3 separate regions of the Mus musculus genome follow, and all the other regions are linked to region 3. A link is a contact called in public Hi-C and HiChIP or PLAC-seq data. All regions are on one chromosome and are shown on one strand. The core of a region is the stretch at or near the end of the contact, and the rest is flanking DNA. Distances in the headings are between cores, read along the strand shown.

Region 1 (4,076 bases), core at 1,253-3,752, 280 kb before region 3:
CCTAGAATTTAAGAAAGTAACCAGTGTGTGGTACTGTTTCTCCTGTGGCTGTAGTTCATAAATACAGAGACAAGTGTGAACGAGAGTGGCCTCTCCCCGTCTCACCCAGGGAAACGTAAAGATTTTGCTTTCATAATCATCAAATACCCGAGTGCTGTCCTGGTCCCTCAGCTCGATGGGAAGGAATTCATAAAGTCAGAAGAGCTGTGAATTGTTGCCCTGGGGAGGAGCCTCCAGCAAGAGTAGTTCTCAGGAAAAACTTCATCCGGCAGCCTTACCACCCCTCAATGGGACAGCTGTGAGTCACACTCCTGTCTCTCACCTGGCTCCAGGTGACACATGGCTTTTTGTGCAAGACCAGAAATCTTTCCCCGTTTTATATAATTAGTTTTTAAAGTATTTTCATGTTTTATTCTCATAAAATTATGATTTCACACCTTTGACAGATGTGGAATTTTGTAGTGTAGGCTATCACAAGCATATAGTAGTAACTTATCGGGTAGTTATTTGAGTATATTGACATCATTTGTTAAGTGACTTTATTGCTTCTTTACTGATCTGACTTGTCACTGTAATGAGAGGATGCATTCTTGGATGGACTCTAACCTACTTCTCTACTGTCTAATTTTCTGCTGATGTGTTTATTCAGGTGACACTGCTGGATTCTTTTAATTACTTTACCTTTATAAAATGTGGAACATCTTGGCTGTTCCCCATCCAAATCCCCAAAGCAGCTGTGTGAGTGTGTGTGTGCGCACGCGCGTGTGTGTGTATGTGTGTATGTGTGTGTGTATGTGTATGTGTGTGTGTGAGTGTTTGTGAGTGTGTGTGTGTGTGTGTGAGTGTGTGTGTGTGTGTGTGTGAGTGTGTGTGTGTATGTGTGTGAGTGTGTATGAGTGTGTGTGTGTGTATGTGTGTGTATTTGAATCAGGAAGAATTTTTTTCATCTCCTTTCTTTTATTTTGATTTTGATTTGGCATAACTCAAATATGGTAGGCCCATCTCTTTTGGAAAAGAATTATGAACCGAGTTAAGTAGAATAAGAACAAATTATTTCCTTCTTATATCCCATACATTCTTTCCAAACCCTCCCAAAACTTCCATATTTTTATAAACAAGTGAATGTGGGCTGGAGACATGGTTACATGGTTTAGTGGTTAAGAGCACTTGTGGGTCTTCCTGAGGATTCAGGCTTAGATCCCATATCTGGAGGCTTACAGCTACCTGTATCTCTATCTCCGGGTATCCAATACCCTTTTTTGGTCTTTTTAGGAATCCAACACGCACACACACACATATAGACACACACACTTTTTAAAAACCCTACAAAACCATTTGGACATGGAAGACCATTATAATATAGGAACTATTAATTCTGCTAATTACCAGCTCATTAGTAATTTTCTCTGATAATAGTCACTACTATTGAATAGGTACAACAGTAATGACTTCTATGATAGCGTGAAGTTCAATGAGGATGAGGTAGCCTTTATTAAATTGGCACAGAATCTGTGAGAAGAGGGCATTTACAGCCTCAAATTTTTTATTTCTTCAAATATTCATGTTCTTTGTAGATTTGCAATGCTCTCTCATACTCTCTACTCTGGGTCCATCCAGGGCACTTACTTTGAGACAGGATTGCCAAGCAACTAACACTGGCCTTCTGCCTTCTGCACACCATGAAAATGTGCCCACGCTAGCTGGCTGGAAGATGAAAATGTAGATCTCAGTTAACCGTGACCACCCCAGCAGACAGCTGACAAACAGTGAACCTCCGGACTGAAGGCTGGGCCAGGCATAAAGAACCCATATGCATCCATCACTAATCTTCAGACCACTGCACTAAATGTCAATGTTTTACTTAGGTGACTGAGTTATGGAGGAGAATGCTCCAGCATTATCACGTCAGTAACTTATACAGAACTTGCCACATAGGAGACATTTGGAAATTGTTTACTGCAGGCATTTGATGATCCAAATCGGTTTTTATTTAAATAAGAGACAGTTGCCCATCTATCAACTCTTCCCTTTCTTTGAGTTTTTACTTGGAGGTGTCTAATGTAGGTATTACATGAATGTGTGTATTTTTCAATTTGCCGCATTTCAAATGGCAACTGAAACATACTGTTTCTAGTCTCCTTAATAGAAAAGAATATCAGCCACACTTAGCCTCCTTTTAGCATTTTACTTGGGTCTCAGAGGAGATATGAAAGAAATAGGAGACAGAGTTCTCTTTCTGATACACATACCTAAGTGATAAGAATTCACTTCAAGGACCTGTAGCAGACAGGTAAGAGGCAGCTGGGGGATTCAGAGAGTTGGAGTCACATAGCTTTTGGTCTGTGATGTTTGAATATGGTATTAAGGGTTTCATATGGGATAAAATGTAATTATAGACAAAATGCCTGGTTGATGTGTTTCTCTCCTCAGCTTGTGGTTAGGTTATGAAAGGGAAGGGTGACCCAGAATGACTTGAATCATGATGCTTCACTTCCTAGTGTGGCCAACAGTTTCGTGGTCACTTGGGAGGCAGCAGAAGTGTTATAGAAAGTACTTATGATGCTGTACACTGGAAGGTCGGGAAGCTGGAAACAACACAGTCATGCCCAGCTTAATTCAGTAGTTGAGGACTCTCTGGAAGGCTCTCTTTTACTTTTCTACTTAAATCAAAGAAAAAGCCATACTGTTGGGTTGTACCCAGCAGTAGATGCAGAATATAAGCTTTCCATTGGACTGAGGCAGAGAGGAGGTCAGTCCCTGTCTGTTGTTTTTGTTTTGCTTTGTTTGTCAATGGAGCTGTTAGCTTAAGTTCTGGGGTGGTTTTCTAGTCTGAGCTTCTACAGACTGGAATGGATTGCAGTTCCTGGTGGAAATAGTCTCAGCACCATTCTGTCAGCTGTTATTTCTCAAAAGAATATGTTTGTTTATAAGCAAAACCAGCATTGAGATCTGGTAGTCAATGAGTTAGATAGGAGGTAACCAAGGAAAACTATGCTCAAATTTTGGCATCTTTGTCTCCCAATCACACAGGGAATTTAGACATGAGGGAGCCAAAGAAACCACCACTGTATCTTGGTAGCTGTGTATCCCGATGGTCTGAATGTTCATTAGTGACAGAAGCTGAGGTATGTTTGTCACACTCTATCAGAAACCCAAATACCAGCACACTTTTCCAATGTCCAAATGTATGCACCAACGGAAGGGCTGCAGGTGCCAGCGACTGTGTCTTCATTACGTTGTAATTTGTGTGGGCCTGGGAAGTGACACAGTAGGCGAAAGGAGGCACTTGTCGCCAAGCCTGATGACCTGAGGTCTATCTTTGAGCGCACATGGTGGAAGGAGACAAATCACTCATACATGTTTTCCTATGACTTCCACACATGGGCTGTGACACACAAACCCCCACACATAGATTTACACACACACAAAACTTTTTAAAATATAATGAAAATATCATTCGTGTTATGGTTTGAGTCCCACCCTTTGTGAACTTTTCAAGATCATGAGAAGATCCAATTCATAGTGACTTTCTAAGGAGAACAAAAGTCACCTTATCCCCATGAATGACAACCACCTTATAAATATTGATTAAAAACATAAAACTAACAATAGAGAACCCAATAAGCTGCTACTTGTCCAGGGGTCAGCTGCCTGCTCCTCCCTCTCTCTCTCTCTCTGTCTCTGTGTGTGTGTGTCTCTCTCTGTCTCTCTGTCTGTATGTCTGTCTGTCTCTCTCTCTCCCGTCTTCCCTTCCTCTACCTCCCCAACCATCCTCACCACCCCACACTATCCTTTGCTTTCCCAAATAAACTTCTGCTTAAACTCTGTTTCACTCAGTTAAATTCTTCCCTTCAAGGGGACATGAACTGCACAGAAACCGTCACCCTCTAACAAACCCATCATAAAAAGTGTCACCTGGCTCAGCAGCCATTGAAGATGAGACAATCAAGGATTCCCTTTTCTCCAGCACTTCGCCTTCTCTCTGACTTGTGTACCCTCGGTTCCTCTCACTCATCTTCATGGTGGCTTACACAACACAACTGTATGCCTTGGGAAAAATAAAATTCTGTGCTTCT
Region 2 (3,905 bases), core at 566-3,065, 380 kb before region 3:
TGGCCAGGTTTTATCTACATTCCTCATTCTCAGTGGATGGTAAGGAGACAAGCTCCCAGAATGAACTAGTCTTGGCTTTGAGTCCCTCGTCCTGTGACAGGATAATAATAAGACCGCTGTGCTAGGAGGTGGGGAAACACAATTTGCTTTCTACATATTTCTGAAACCCTCAGGAAAAGGAGGCAAGGGTTTTTCATCAAGTGTTGTCAAGTGGATCATTAGCCAGCCAGCCCTGAGTGTCATCAGCCCATTGGGCTTCAAAGGTCCTGGAAATCCCTGTTTATCTCTCTCTCTTTGCTGACCCATGTGCTCCCATCCAAACCACAGAGCCAGAACACTGCTGGGCCTATGGTGGGGTTTCATAGGCTTGGCTCTATGCTCCAGTATGTCAGCTAAGGTGAAAACAGATTCAATGTGATCACACTGGGAGGAGGGATAAAGAAAGGGGCCTGGAGACCCTAAGGGCACCTTTGGGGTAATTGTTAAGTTTCAGACCCAGGACAAGTGGCTGAGGTGCCTACTTAACCTTTCAAATTGGATCAGGCCTCCAGGTTCTCCCAGTATCCCTCAGTTCCTACCTGTTACAGCATATGGCTGACATACCCCGTCCTCTACCATGAACTTTCAAGCCCAGGGGCTAGGCTGTTCTTCCCCCAGAGGCTCTTCCTTACATAATCCAGACATTTTGGTTACCTGCCCCTTCTTTTCTTCTGCACCTTTGGCCTCCTGGCTGATGTACCGGGCTCCATTCCACTCTCTCCCTTCCCCTCCCCCTCTCACCAGGAGGTTCAGGGTCACAACCACTCTGGACTCTCCCAGATGTGTCAGCCTCTGGCTATGCTCTCCCACATCTCTATAATAAACTTTCTCCTTCACCATACTGAGGAACTGTCATGTCTTTCTCCTTCCTCCCTTCCTCCCTCCCTCCCTCCCTCCCTCCCTCCCTCCCTCCCTCCCTCCCTTCCTTCCTTCCTTCCTTCTTTCTTTTCCCCCCTCACTACTGGCATAAGCTTTGGATTTAAATAGAGGAGGAACCGAGGCAGGAAAACAGGGGTGTGCATAATCAAACATCCAATCAGTTGGTCTCTGTCTTATTCTAGTGAAGGGTTTTGAAGAAGTCCTTCCTTATGGCTGTCATGACTTAAAGGCATCAAATGGCCCCCACACGATCATTCTAGGGTACAGCCTGACTTTCATGGGTAATTATTCTCATCTTTGGGCGTGGCCTCTCTGTCTGGTGGTCTTCTGCTGTGCTGGGAATCCAAGATGACTTCTGGAGGTCAGATTAAGGACATTGATTTCTGTCTCTGTCTCTTTAGCCTGGAGACAGGGACCAAAAGAAGGCAGAGGTGCTCGGCTTTCATTTTTTAGTTATCTTGAAGGCCCAAGGGGAAAAACCAAAAACAAATGTTTGCTTTTTAACAAAACAACTTCCAAGAGCACGTTTTAGCCCCGCCTCCTCTGGGGGTACCAGCTGCTTCTTTGGTCACTTTCACATCTTTAACACAAAGGGCTTCTTTCTTTCTCAACCCGGGAAGTCCCAACCCCGGAAGTCCCGACCCCGGAAGTCTGACTCTGGCTTCTAACCAGTTCCAGGTGATTCTAAGTAGGGCCTCTGTTAGCTTTCCAGGATCCAAACAAAGCAAATTCCTTTCTGTTCCTGAGGATCCCTCCTACTGTGGTTTGGATGTAAAAAGTTCCCTTAGGTTCATATATCTGAACACTTCGTCCTCGGCCGGTGGGGCTGGCTTGAAGGACTGTGAAATCTTAAGGGAGAAAAGTCCTGCTAAAAAGAGTGGGTCTCTGAGGTTTCATAGCCTAGCCCACTTCCTGTCCAATGTCTGCTCTCTGCTGGCAGGCTCAGCACGACCAGCAACCTCATGTGCCTGCTACCATGTTTCCCTCTCCTTGATGGAGTAGATGCATCTCCTCTTAGAGTGTGTGTCCAAATAAATCCTTCTTTTCCCAGGTTGCTTCTTGACACAGGTATCTGGTCATAGCAACAAGTCACTAACCCCTTCCCCCTATGGATTCTCCTTTCAGTTGTTTTCAATCTTTATGACACGCCTCATCAAGTCTTTTCATTTGTCTTACCCTTTTTAAAAAAATCTTATTCTTTGATCATTGTGTGCACGCATGGTATGTCTGTGTGTGTACATGCCACGGGGAGCATGTGGAGGTCAGAGGACAACTTTACTGATTTCTCTCCATCCACCTTAAAAAAAAAGTATGTGTATGACTATTTTGCCTGCATGTATGTCTGTGTCTCACATGCATGTCTGGTGCATGTAGAGGCCAGAAGAGGGCATCAGATCCCCTGGAAATGGGGGATCCAATTGGTTGTAAACCACCATGTGGGTACAGGGAATCTGACCAAGGTCCTCTGCAAGAGCAGCCAGGGCTCTTAACGGCTGAGCCATCTCTCCATCCATCTTCCACTTTGTCAGTCTTTGCCTACTGAGCCATCTCTCTGGCCCACTTTCCTTGTTTTCTTCATGTCAAGACATAATCAAAACTGAGTTGTCTCTCTGCTCTCCTCTGTCTCATGTGTTAGTTGTTGTACAAGCTTTCCTGTCTTGCCAGTTCCTGCCTCTGAAGGCAGTAGAGAGTACCAAAGTCAAACCTGGAATTGAAGGTTCCCCTCACTGTTTCCCCATGCCACATATTCCTTCAGAGCCTAATTTCTTATCAGTGCATTGATATGTGAGCCTGGGCAAGACCCACTGGCTGGCTGCATTGTAGCCTTGACAGGGGCCATACGGCTTTTCCCCCATCTACAGAATACAAGTCTTGCTCAAAGGTCCTACTGAAGCATGTTTACCCTGGACCCTAAGCAGAGGTAGTCAGTATCTCCTATGCTCAGCAGTGTGTCGTCCCTTATGCTTCTAGAAAGCCAAGTAATACATGGGTTTTCATGCTGGTTGCTAAGCTTAAGTCCCTGGCCCATGGAGTACAAGCAATGTTATTTGTTGACCTGTCACTCACCCACCCATTCATCCTGGTTATCATTCTGAGACAGTCATGTACACAAACCTGAACATCACTGAACTTCCATACGGAAGCACCCATGCGTGTCACAGGCACTACACAGACACTGTAAATCCCAAAGACACCCAATACTCTGCTGCTGCTCTGGGTATGTGATAAATTGTGTCTTTGACTGTTTTTCTTTGAAAGTTCTGGGGCTCATTAACCATTGAGTTGTTGTCTAATAAATATGTTGAATAAATGAGCTGACTCCTAGAAACCAATGGGAGGCTGTGTTGGGGTCTGTCTCCCAATTGTAAAGGTATCAGTTACAGATAGTTTAAAATACTCTACCATACAAAGCATTTTCAGCATAGATGTGCACACACCAGCACAGCCCAGCAGAAGCATGCAGTAGTACTGTAGGAAGGCAGTCCCGGACACCACAGTATGTTTCTGCTGTGACTGAGCCTTGCGAGCCCCATGTGTGACCGTCATAAGCCAACTTTGCTGAGTTGGATCTTTCCTCTCCTCTTCATGTGGGTTCCATGATGACTCAGGCCATCACACTTATGTAGCAAAATCTTTTACTGGGTGAGCCACTTTGCTTCCCTCCTCCCCAAGCTATCCTTTGCATACACCATGTGTGTCACAGAATCTTGTTCACCTACCTTCAAACCTTGTATGTCCAAAAACAGATGATAGAAGACCTGGGCAGATCCTCTCAGTGAAGCCACCTTAACACCTTAAATGTCCCAACCTTGAGGTGAAGTGCTCACTCAATGGCAAAATGGCCTACGTGACAATAACCATAAGATCACAAAGGCCCAGTTTGCTTTAAAGTCTTTATTATCCTGAATATAAAAGACAGAAGTCCTCTAGGATATAACAGAGTTTTTTTTTTTTTAAATGTGGAAACATTATTTTTTTTACAAGTG
Region 3 (3,718 bases), core at 518-3,017:
CTTGCTGACATCTGCTTGCTTCTGCCTTCCAAGTACTGGACTAAAAGTATGACCGGCCACGCACAATCCACGCATACTCTTACTAGCTGCCTCTGTGATGTAAACAGCCGCCCTCTACTCCTGGTACATGATGTTCTGCTTAAGTCTTTGGTGCTGTGATGGAGACCAGTAAGTACGGACTGCACCCTATGAAACCATGAGCCAGAATACATCCTCCTCCTTTATTCCCAAAAGGTATTTGGCTAGCACGATGATAAAGTAACTAACAGAGCAGGAAACTCTTTCTCCCCCGACCCCCTTCCATCCTGAAACAGATCTCAAGTCCTTCATTTGATAGGCGTTCTTCCTACACTGGAGGTAAAGGAGCACCCTTCTCTCCAAAGCTCCAGGGCCACTGAGAAGTGTCTGAGTTCTCCCAGCCTATCAGCCTCAGATCACATCCTTTTGAGCAATCATACCTCTACATAAGTGCCTACAAGATTACAGTATCTCAGTGATGGGGCGTGGCCCAATGGATAAAGTAATTAGTGAGCAAGCCTGAGGGTCTGAGGTCAGATCTCTTGCACCTATATCTCACCCAGAGGCAGACAAGAGGAAATCGGGGGCTCGCTGGTCAGCTAATCTGGGCTAAACAGCAAGTTCCAGGTTGGTGAAGAGATCTTGTCTCAAAAAAGTAAAATGGAGCAGGATAGAAGAAGATACTCAGAGATGCCTTCACAGAGAGAGACAGAGACACAGAGAGACAGAAAGAGACAGAGACAGACACACACACAGAGACAGAGAGAGGCACACACACACACACACACACACACAGATAAAAACAACTTCTCTCATTCTTTGGGCCTTTGTTTCTGGTCTCCCAGGTCACACACACACACACACACACAAAATCAATTTGTTATACTGTTCTCTTGTTAATCTGTTGTAAGTCTCCAATCGAAATCTAGTGATGGGAGGAGAGAGAAATCTCTTCCTCCACAACTGTCTACTGGGGTCGGGAAAAGTATGCATGTCCTGTGCAATATTTTGGGTGTGACTAAAGGGTATTTGCTCTTTGCCGGGAATCTAAATGTAAGTGGGCATCCTGCCCCTCATCTGCCAGGCCTCTTCTGAGGAATGTGATAACACCGGTTGATACTAGCACACTAACTGTCAACAGCCCTGAAGGGAGATTAGCCATTTTGTGGCATTTTCTCCTCTGTCAGGGGTTCACTCCGTGACTTTGAACTTTAACAGCTGTGGCTTTCTTGTTTTTAAAAAAACGAGGACCATAAAGACTTCCTCAAAAGTGTTAAGTCCTTTAAGGGGACGTAGTGTATGCACTGAGGGAGGCTGAGAGCTGAGCGGGGAGCGGTGTCAGCAGACTGAGGACAGCTTGGGTTACAGGATGTCAAGCCAGCCTGGGCTGTAGAATAAGACTTTTTCTCAAAAACAGAAAAAGAAAAAAAAGAAAAAGAAAACAGAAAAAAAAAGTTAAATAGCCTCATTTATTATAGCAGAATAGCTTGCATATAGGCATGATAGGCCAAGAAATAACACAATTCACACATCAGTTCTAGATGCGGATGAACCTCAAGAAACCCTAAAAACCCAAGCAACCAGTCTTCCCCAGTATCTGCCTCTGAAATGCAGAGCCGAGAATCTTGCTTCCTAGGAGAAGGCGTTTAGCCCAAACGTGTCAGAGTTCTATTTTAGAACTCCAGAGTCGGTATCAGGTCTGTCAGATGGAGTTTCCATCTCTTGCTCTCCCTGAAGAAACTGACTCACAGCAGGAAACGTTCCCGTGGAGGTCCTGATGGGGGTCACTCAACCTTGTCCCTAGCCCGCGGCTGTTTATCCTTTTTAGTTCCGTGTTCAGAAAAGTACACTGTCACTAGAAAACTTTAACATACAATTTTTTTTCTTTGACTTTATATTCTTTGTAGCCATGATAAATTCAGATGACCGAATTGAATCCCAAAAATGTAAACCTCCCGGATGTCTGCAGCAGGCCAGTGTCTTGAGGAAGACAGCAGCGTGCCCTTTCCTCTCTCAACCTCTCAAATGATGAATTCTTTCCCCCAGCTTCATGTGAGGAACAGTAGCAACAGCCAGAAGCCAGCAGCTGGTGACGGCAGCGTCCTTGGCAGCTGATGTGAGCTGCAGCGCCCCCTGCAGGCCCTCAGAGACGCAACGCGGTGTCAAGATCGCATCCTGGCTACCAGCTCTCAGGCTGCTGAGGTCTGCCCTCTGCTGACGATAGAGACTAACTACACTTTTTAAAACAACTTGTCTTTCTCAGTGCAAGGGACCCCATTCAGATAAGGTGCCCTTTACGCGTGGGTGGGAGACCAAGTCTCTACTTTGGATTTCTGCAATCTAAATTCATGGACCCCTCGGTATCACAAAAACAAAAACAATACACACAAATGAACCTACGTTCAAGTCTTGTCTCTTATGATTTTTTTTGGTCCAATTTTGAGATTTATGAAATGATGAGAGCAAATGGGAATTTTCACAAGATTGGAATTGCATGGTGGAGAGAGAGAAATGGATCGTCAAAAACAGCCGTAAGGTTAAACAGGTGTGAATGCGGGATAAATAGGTGTTCGGCGTTGTTCTCAGTGCAGAAACACTGTGCACTGGCTGGGTTTTGTGTGCCAAATTGACACAAGCTGGAGTTATCACAGAGAAAGGAGCCTCCCTTGAGGAAATGCCTCCATGAAATCCAGCTGAAAGGCATTTTCTCAATTAGTGATCAAGGAGGGAGGGCCCAGCCCATTGTGGGTGGTGCCATCCCTGGGCTGGTAGTCCTGTGTTCTATAAGAAAGCAAGCTGAGCAAGCCAGGGGAAGCAAGCCAGTAAGCAGCACCCCTCCATGGCCTCTGCATCAGCTCCTGCCTCCAGGTTCCTGTCCTGTGTGAGTTCCTGTGCTGACTTCCTTTGGTGATGAACAGCCATGTGGAAGTATAAGCTGAATAAACCCTTTCCTCCCCAACTTGCTTCTTGGTCATAATGTTTTGTGCAGGAATACAAACCCTGACTAAGAAACACTGCTCTATATTAACAGTTCTGTGATCCCAAGTTGAGGGTAAAAATGATGTTCAAGCAACCAGATCATTTAAACTATCCTGAGCTGTCTCAGAGTTCCAGGAAAACTTTTCAAAATATATCTCATGATGATGAGGACACAGAGAAACTGAAATCTGATACTTTCCTAATGAGATTATGAAACATTGCAAGTGCTGTGGAAATCAGTTTGGCATTACTTCCAAACATTTGATATAGAACCACTATATGCTTGAGCATTCTACTCTTATGTACATCCACCCCCACCCTCCACAAAGAAATGAAAAACGGGTCCATATACAAAAGCCTGAACATGAATAGTAGACAAAACAGCCACAAGATAACAATCCAAAGGCATAAGAAACAAGGATGTTGGTGGCTGGAGAGATGGCTCAGTGGTTAAGAGGATGGACTGCTCTTCCAAAGGTCTTGAGTTCAATTCCTAGCAACCACATGGTGGCTTTATTTATTTGTTTTTATGTATATATGCACACTGTAGCTGTACAGATGGTTGTGAGCCACCATGTGGTAGCTGGGAATTGAACTTAGGACCTCTGGAAGAGCAGTCCGTGCTCTTAACGGCTGAGCCATCTCTCCAGCCCCCAATTTTACAGTTTTTTTTTAAATTAGGTATTTAGCTCATTTACATTTCCAATGCTATACCAAAATT

The links. Hi-C and Micro-C count contacts between places; a contact is called where the count stands out from the background. HiChIP or PLAC-seq counts read pairs in DNA pulled down with a chosen protein or histone mark.
Region 1: a Hi-C map of bone marrow-derived macrophages shows a contact between it and region 3, with 3 times the contacts expected there. The contact joins two enhancer-like sites. A contact is called at or near these places in 3 of 484 Hi-C or Micro-C datasets (bone marrow-derived macrophages and nephron progenitors) and 1 of 115 datasets of contacts at active chromatin or transcription factors (bone marrow-derived macrophages).
Region 2: an H3K27ac HiChIP or PLAC-seq map of microglia shows a contact between it and region 3, with 9 times the contacts expected there. The contact joins two enhancer-like sites. A contact is called at or near these places in 1 of 39 promoter capture datasets (stem cell-derived epiblast-like cells), 3 of 15 datasets of contacts at CTCF or cohesin (the NIH/3T3 cell line, large pre-B cells and pro-B cells), 3 of 484 Hi-C or Micro-C datasets (bone marrow-derived macrophages, cerebral cortex and cochlea) and 13 of 115 datasets of contacts at active chromatin or transcription factors (bone marrow-derived macrophages, differentiating embryonic stem cells, embryonic basal ganglia and 9 more).

Annotation. Positions count from the first base shown.
Region 1 is chr13:45,310,132-45,314,207 of GRCm38.p6, reverse strand. No RefSeq gene overlaps it. Among named protein-coding and RNA genes, the nearest start is that of Gm34466, 44 kb to the right of the region's middle. Within about 2 kb of position 2,502, at least 3 of the 459 cell types and tissues checked have an H3K27ac peak or open chromatin away from gene starts, as enhancers often do. A contact at or near this core is called in bone marrow-derived macrophages, where this site is marked.
Region 2 is chr13:45,411,916-45,415,820 of GRCm38.p6, reverse strand. Mylip (myosin regulatory light chain interacting protein) reads right to left here. Exons shown (of 7, transcript NM_153789.3): 7 at 3,881-3,905. Among named protein-coding and RNA genes, the nearest start is that of Mylip, 24 kb to the right of the region's middle. Within about 2 kb of position 1,815, at least 25 of the 459 cell types and tissues checked have an H3K27ac peak or open chromatin away from gene starts, as enhancers often do.
Region 3 is chr13:45,029,485-45,033,202 of GRCm38.p6, reverse strand. No RefSeq gene overlaps it. Among named protein-coding and RNA genes, the nearest start is that of Gm23104, 5.0 kb to the right of the region's middle. Within about 2 kb of position 1,767, at least 60 of the 459 cell types and tissues checked have an H3K27ac peak or open chromatin away from gene starts, as enhancers often do. A contact at or near this core is called in bone marrow-derived macrophages, where this site is marked.